2 separate regions of the Arachis hypogaea genome follow, and region 2 is linked to region 1. The links are chromatin contacts, called in public Hi-C maps. All regions are on one chromosome and are shown on one strand. Each heading gives the region's core, a stretch centred on a gene start, on an enhancer-like site or on the middle of the called end of the contact. The rest is flanking DNA. Distances are from core to core; before and after follow the strand shown.

Region 1 (4,191 bases), core at 283-2,782:
GACACAAGAGTACTAGATATGGTGATAGCAAGCATGTATCTGATTATATCTCGAATGCTTTGATCCAATTTTTGCGTTTGACTTTATCTCAGATACTAAGATCCTGATCAGTTTTTGAACACATCTCGAGTGCTCAGTACCTATTTTTCCACGCGACATGTATTTTGGGTGCACCCACAATACGTTAGATTTTCGTTGTGTCATAGCCCGGAGTTTCACTACCTGGGATATGTCCATATTCGAGTTTTTCTCACAATACTCGAGATGTAGTATGTTGTATATTTAAATAATTATTTTATATTTTATTTATTTTTGTAAATTGTATAATTATTTAATTTAAATAAAAAAGATCCTCTTATAGTTACTCCAATTATAATGGCTTTACAAAATCGTCATATGGGAGACTAGATACGAATGACTAAATATTTTTTGTCCAAGAATAAATGTTTCATTTTACTTGTCAACCTAGTTTTGGGCCATTAGATTTTGTTAGGGCCGAATAATGTTTCATATATTATCGGCCAATCTTTTTGCCACTAAGCAATTCTTGTGCATTATCACCTCTTTTGTCCTTTTTATTTTTTTATCTTTTCGAAAGGGTGCATTATCATTACATTTCCTTCGGGGAAGGGCCTAGTTGTTTCTAGTTTCAACCGAAAAAAACTGCATTTCTATGCGGAAAAATTTGAAGTAATGTATGGATTTTAAAAATATAAATAAAATAATACTATATTTACACATATATGAACTTCTAGACAACGAAAAAAAAAATTATATTTTGGCATTTTGCCTTTGGTATCATATCTCATTTACATGTGCACGAAAAAAATGTATCTTTTGCTTTAAAAAATAACCAAACTAGAGACAGATCTAACTTTGTAGTTAAAGGAATTACAGATCATTTCCAAAATTCTTAAGATAGAAATATGATAATTCTTTGTGTGGTTTAAAGTAAAAGAAAATATTCCTAAGTAATTTTTATTTTTTGAAATTGAAATACCACTAATTTAATTTTCATTTCTCTCTTAATTATTTTTACACTATGTTGATTAGAGAGAAAATTAGTGAAAAAAATAAATAAAAAAATAAAAAAATATTTTGTTTTGTTTAGTTATCAAAAAAATAAAAAAAATTTATGTAGATACTAATAAAAATTCTTTTTTCATCACAAATAAAATTCTTTTTTATATTTTCAATACTATTTTTAATTATATTATTATTAACAATTATTAATATAAATTTAGTTTTTAATATATTATAACAGAAATTCATATTTAAATATTATATATATATTAGATAAATAATTTAAATCAAGTATATAAAATTATAATATTTTATAATATTTATAAAATATAATAAAATATAAATATGGAATATTTATATTTTATTTTATAATAAACATATTAATATAATTTTATATTATTATAAATTTTTGTTATACAGCAATTTTTTTTATTTTTTTCTTCTATTTTTTATTTATTCAAATAACATTTAAATAACTCTAATTTTTTTTATTTCCTTTTCTAAATCCAAACAAAGTTTTAGTTGGCGTCAAATTAAGATTTTGGCTAAACTCAATTCGGTCACTCTCTCCTAGGCTCACTCTCACAAGGAGGCAGAGCTCTCAGCCTCTCATTCTCTCACTCAGTCTGCCACCGCCACCACCACCGCCACCGCACGGTCGCTGCCACGTCGCCGGCTCCTCTGCATCTCCGCCACTGCGTCATCGCCTTCGTCCGTGGCTCGCCTTTGCGTCTTCGTCCAGCGTGGCTCGCCATCGCTGCTGCCTCTCCCTCGCCAGTCTCTGCTTCGCCGTGCTTGGTCTCCCTCTTCTCTGCCCGCGTTCCGCCTTCACATCATCAGGTATGCTTTTTATGTTTTTTTTAGTTATTCAATTATTGGGTTATAATCTGATTAACTGATTCAGTTGATTCTTGATTGTTGTTGATTATAATTTGTTGGTTTTGTGGCAGATTATTCAAATTTTTGTTTTACAGTGTAATATATTTAGGTTTAGTGGTTGATTGATGTTTTTCTGTTTTTGATTATTGGTGTTTAGGATTGATTTTGTTGCTGGGCTATATTGTTGCTCTTCTTCTCTGCCTCGGCCTCGTGCCTCCTCTGTCTCTGCTTCTGGTCCTCTCCACCTTGTGCCTCCTCTGACTTTGGTTCTGTGATGGGAACACTGACAATTTTATTGAAACACTGTGAGATGGTTCTGCTTCTGGACTTCTGCTTTTTTTAGTTATTGTATATTGATTTTTAAAACTTGATTGTTGCTGTTTCAATGTAGATTTAGAATAGATGATGTTTTATTGAATGGCACTTGAAAGCAAATTTGAAAGTAACTGGAATTTGATGCCAATTGAAATTTGTATATAAATTATTGCCGTTTTATACTTTTCATGTATGGTTAGAATAGGAATTTGATGTTAATTGGAATTTGTATAGAATACTTGATTGTTGCTGCATCAATATTTGATTCTTGTTGTTTTAATGTAGATTTAATACTTTATTGTTACTCTTATTGTTACTATTATATGATTGTTTTAATATAGGTTTAATGCTAATTGGAATTTCTATTAGTTATTTTTAGAAATTAAGATTTGATTGTTGTTACAGTGTTAGTGAAGACATTTATTTCCTACTAATATAAGTTTAATACTTGTTGATTGACTATTTTGTATTTTATTTAAATGGGACCGGATTAACCGGTTCAACCAGTGATCCAACGGTTGAACTAATAACCCAATAACTCAGTAATCTAATCGAGTCAATCACCGGTTCGATTCTGACAACTATGCTTATGGCAACAGCTTCTACTTACAAGTCTCTCACAAAATGCACAAACATCTTCCTCTTATTTCCTCTCTCCAAGAAGCAACACTCTATTTACAGTCTTCATTTTCACCAAGTAATACTCCTCTCTCACTTTTAATTCTTTCTTTGTCTTCCAAATTTCCTCTTAATTATGTCGCTATCTTAAATATTTGCACTAGTCATATGTTTTTTATGTTATTGGTAGAGACCATTGTGCCATGGATGCTCTCTTTCAATGAATGGCTGCAGAAAAGGACATTCAAGAGAGCCTGTTGGGACAATAAAGACACAAACGTTGGAACCGGTTGCAACAACTTCAATGGCTTTGTACAGCCTGAAAATGGCGATTTCTAAGATGAAATCAGAGCCTCAATTTCGGAGCTCTTCAGGCATAGTGAGGCTGCAGGTCTCCATTGAGGAGGAAGAGGTCGAGGCCATTGATTGGCTCCACTCACAGAACCACCTGGTCCTTCCTCGCTGCTTCTTCTCCGGCAGGGAACACAATTCTTTTGATTCTAATGGCAGAAGCTTGGTTAGCGTTGCTGGTGTTGGCTCTGCCGTTTTCTTTTGCCAGCCACACCCCTTTTCCTATTGGGATTGGGTATCCATTAGGAGGTAAGTCATTTCTTTACTTCAAGAAACAAATTTTTATTATTTATTTATTTATTTGAAGTCAAGTAGTCGAAGGTAGCCTTGAGTTGGTTGTTTCCGTGTCACTTAACATGCCATGTGACCTCAAAACTTTTTTTTGTCATACACACACACACATCCACTCACACATACTAAAGATTTTTTTTTTCTACCACAATCCAGCTATAGTTGGAATTCTAACCTTGGGTTTGACTGTTATGAGGCAAACATGTTTGCCGTTGGTACAACGCCTTTGCCACGTGTGATCTGACAAGTGGCAACATTACCACAGCCGAGACATCCAACCCGCTCATCATGAACTAAGCAGATGACAGCCCGACCCACATCAGATAGTGCTGGCGCGGAGCTGGTGGATTAGGATAGGATTTTGGTTCAAAGCCCAATACAAGCTTACATATATATATATGGATGGAGTGAGGCTCAAACCATCAAGTTAGATATGTATATTTTCAAATATATAAAAATAATATTTAATTATTATCATGTGTGTAAAATGTTAAAGTAGTAACGTTTGCTTTTAAATAATTTTTTTTTTGTAACGGGTTGGACGTGTCCAGTATTGTAGAGAGTTATTTTTGTAGTTAGGATTTGGGTAGAGAGATTTTAAACCTGCAGATAGAATTGAGTAGGGTTTTAGAAAGATTTTACAACTACATATATGATTAGGATGGAACTTATCCCATTCTACTCATCCCCACTTCTAACATGGAAGTTATATTA
Region 2 (3,904 bases), core at 636-3,135, 430 kb before region 1:
TTACCTTCATGTAAAATTCTCTAGCTGAGACAGGGAGGACCTCTGATCCAAAGTCATTTGCAGTTGGAAACCGTCATCTATATTTAACAAATTTGTAGCACTTAGCGAAACAAGATTTGCAATAGGATGAGTCAGTTTATTTTCAGTTAATATTATTTTATTTGAATGTTCTCTGAAAAGTTTCACATGTTGCTATAGTTCAGTACCTTAATAGATTTAGAAGTATCTCCTTCTTGAATATATACACACCCATAGAAACAATGTATGGTTTCTTTACAGCCTCTTCCTTTGAAAGCCTAAGAACAGTTGTATCTACTTGCTATATTATGAAGCAGTATTAGCCGTAAATCTTATTCTTGAAACTCCTAATATGTAAGAAGCAGCACAAACATGAGTTATTACCATTGCTTTTAGGTCTTCTCCTTTGGGCTTTTCACTGAATGAGAGAATTATTCCTTTATCATCTATCTTTAATAGACCAAAATCAGAGGCACGACTGTCACATATGAAGAGAGTTTTAAACAATAATATGTGACAAACATTGTTGAATCATTTATTCATTTGGACTGATAAAAGAGCTAGTTTCTCATTCAGAGAAAGATGACAGAGTGATTTCAAGATATACATCATGTGATTATGTATACTAGAAACAGATTCGAAAACCATTAAGCCAACCTACCTGTCATCCATGGGGAGACAAGAAAGAGTAATATCTGCACCACTCTCGCGATGATTCTGGATATGAAGATGAGTCAGAACATGTCAAATTTGAATGCATCAACAGTATTGAAGGAGGAAAGGAAGAACTATTAATTGGACAAAACGGTGCCTTACTTGAACAAAGTCCATATAGTCCATTCAGTAGAGATGATTCCCAGAAAGAATCAGGACATCCTCAATATCCTTGCTTCTAGGATCCTACATCATCATAGTTAAACAACATAACTTGGATTAAAAAGTTCAAGTGTAGATTATGTAACTACTCTAATTTCTATAGAATTATTATACCTCAAAGAGCCAGTGGAACTGTCTCATGGCATCAGCAGTACCCTGAAACCATCTTTTACCTGCCTCTCTGGAGTTTGAGTGGCAGCAAGAACCTGAAATAATAAATACAAGCATTCTTAATCTTGAGTTGAACTGAGTGAGAATGTAGAACTTGTTAACTAAATCTATATCAAATCTTCTGCCTTGACCTAAAAAATTTACAATCTATATCAAATCCTCTGCCTTGACCTGAAAAATTTACAAAAGAGAAGAGTACATTAGAACATAAGAAGCAGTATTTGTGTATAAATTTGCCAAAACTATATCATTAAATTATCACAAAATCTAATATCTTTGAAAAAAATTGAAGAATTGAATAAAGCAAAGAACGAGAAAAAATTAGGAACGAATCCTCATTATAATGACTCCACACGACATGAAATCAGTTCCACGAGATCTATAGTTTTGAATGTAACTTCAATCGAAGCTTACAGAGATTCGCTAGCTCGCCTTCTTGATCTCTTCAGCTAGCACCACTGAATCCGCACTGAAATCGCACTCTGAGTGCTTCAAGCCGTCGGAGGAACAGCAGAACCAGCGGCACAACCCGCGGTGGAAGACGATGGAGAAGCAGAAGATTTAAAGCATTAGCTCAATAATATGAATCAAATCGTCATTCTGAGAGGTCAACGAAAATTCAGAGGCTCCACGATCTCCATTCATAACTCCACCGGCAACGCTTGACGGAGGAGACGACAGCGGCAAGGAGATGAATGGCGGCGGCAATGAATCGTCCCTCTCCCTCTTTCTTTCTCGCTCGAAGCCCTCTTCTACCTGTTATTTTTTTTTCAACTTTTGTTATGGGCTAATATTATTTGGGCTAGAAATTTTTTTAGCAGTGATTGGACTGTGGGGGTTATTGTTAATAATTTAGGGAGGTTTTACAAATTGTCACTATTAAAATATATTATGGAGGTTTATAATAACTTCCACTAAAAAACTTCCACAAACAAATAAGAATTTTGTAGTGCTAATTTAAATTGTCATTATAAATTAGATAATAAATAAATAAAAATAATTAAAGAATGAACTCAAAATTAAGGGAGAAAAGTGATGTAAATATAATAAAAAAAAGAGAAAAAGAAAAAAGAATTTTTTTTACTTGATTTTAGAAAGTTAAATTTTTAAATTGTGTATAGAAAAATAGAAAAATAACATCATTAGTCTCTGATTTTTCTTATGATTATCACTTGATTATAGCTCAAGCCTGTAAAATCTCAAGAGGAAGGCCATCAATATTTTTTTGGGAAGGCCACTCTTAATTATTTTATTTTTTCACACAGTATAATTTTTTTTTGGGGGCCTGCCTCCCAATGAATACATGAAGCTTCGCCCGTGGACAAAGTTATGTATGCACAAGCAAGGATTTTTGTAGATGTTCTTTTCAGCTTCCTAACACTTCCGTTAGGAACCATCGTATAGCTTGTTGGTAAGAAGAGTGAACTAGTAATGTTTTCATTTTTTAGAATGATAATATGATTTTTTAAGATAAAAACGAGGTATTTTAATTTTTATTTTTTATTTTTGTGACATAATGTGATTTTTGTAGGTATTTTTTTATCAACTCTAAAAAAAAAACGTTAACGTGTTAGGTTTAAAAATGGATATAAATCTAATTGTCTCTAAATTTAAATTGGTTAGAGATTTATTTGTCTTTGTTCTTTAAATAATATCATTTTTAAATTATTTTTGTATTCATTATATTAATATTTTTTTAATAAATTATTGAATATATAGTATAATAAATACAAACTAATTAATAAATTATTCAAATTAAAAATATCATTTATTATGAAACAAAATAAATAATTCTCAAATATAATTTTTAAATATATAAATAATAAATATTAAAATACGGTTAATACATTAATAATAATAATCCTATGATATACTGTTAGTATTATGATCTAGATAATTTTTATAAAACACATTATTTGATATATAGTAAAAAATTTTTGAGTAATAATGAATTTAATTTTTTATCTTTTTAAACTAAATTAATAATTTTATTTAATATTTTTATACTAAAATACACTATGAGTAAGCTACTAATACTAAATGAAATAAAACATCATATATACATGTAAATTTAATTAAATTTTAATATACGTAAAAATTCAATTAATCCAAATTATTCTTATTTGATAAATCTACATCGATTTATAACCTTATGACAATATGTATTATTAATAGATTAATAATATTATTGATGCTTTAAGTTTGTTGAGTTTATATATATATATATATATATATATATATATATATATATATATATATATATATATATATATATATATATATATATATATATATATATATATCATTTAGTTTTAGTAATCTACTCATAATATATTTTAGTGCAAAAATATCAAATAGAATTATTAATTTAATTTAAAGAGATAAAAATTAAATTTGTTAATACTAAACTTTTTTTTACTATATATCAAATAATGTGTTTATTTTTTTCTCAAAGATAGATATTATTTTATTATTATAAAATAATAATATTTCCATAAGGAAGTATAAAAGAAGTTGGGTATTCCCAATTATCACCAAATGTGATTGGAAGACAAATAGCTTAAGAAAGAGTAAAGTAAGAATAAAGAGAAATTATTAGCATTCATCAGGTATGGCTATTGAGTTCACGCACTAGACTGTTGGCTTCTTGCACTATCTCCGGCGCTGGGCTTATTAGCTTCTCAAAGACACACCTATTCCTCGCTTTTCAAGTTTTCCAACACAGCGCCGAGATGAAGAGGATCTTTTGTCTACCTTCAATTTGAGTCGCTGCCCAAGATAAGGCTCGTTGCCACAAATTGATGAAGGTCTCCTCTTCACTCTGCCATAAGTCAGGGGT

The links. Hi-C and Micro-C count contacts between places; a contact is called where the count stands out from the background.
Region 2: a contact with region 1 is called in a Hi-C map of leaf, with 4 times the contacts expected there. The contact joins the promoter of LOC112796957 here to the promoter of LOC112796953 in region 1. A contact is called at or near these places in 2 of 8 Hi-C or Micro-C datasets (both in leaf).

Annotation. Positions count from the first base shown.
Region 1 is chr4:90,207,989-90,212,179 of arahy.Tifrunner.gnm2.J5K5, reverse strand. It overlaps LOC112796953 (isochorismate synthase 2, chloroplastic), which reads left to right and starts at 1,532. Exons shown (of 17, transcript XR_011881221.1): 1 at 1,532-1,863; 2 at 2,060-2,207; 3 at 2,817-2,914; 4 at 3,026-3,435.
Region 2 is chr4:90,642,376-90,646,279 of arahy.Tifrunner.gnm2.J5K5, reverse strand. It overlaps LOC112796957 (glucose-1-phosphate adenylyltransferase large subunit 1, chloroplastic-like), which reads right to left and starts at 1,885. Exons shown (of 9, transcript XR_011881223.1): 1 at 1,480-1,885; 2 at 1,009-1,140; 3 at 835-918; 4 at 680-735; 5 at 207-319; 6 at 5-77.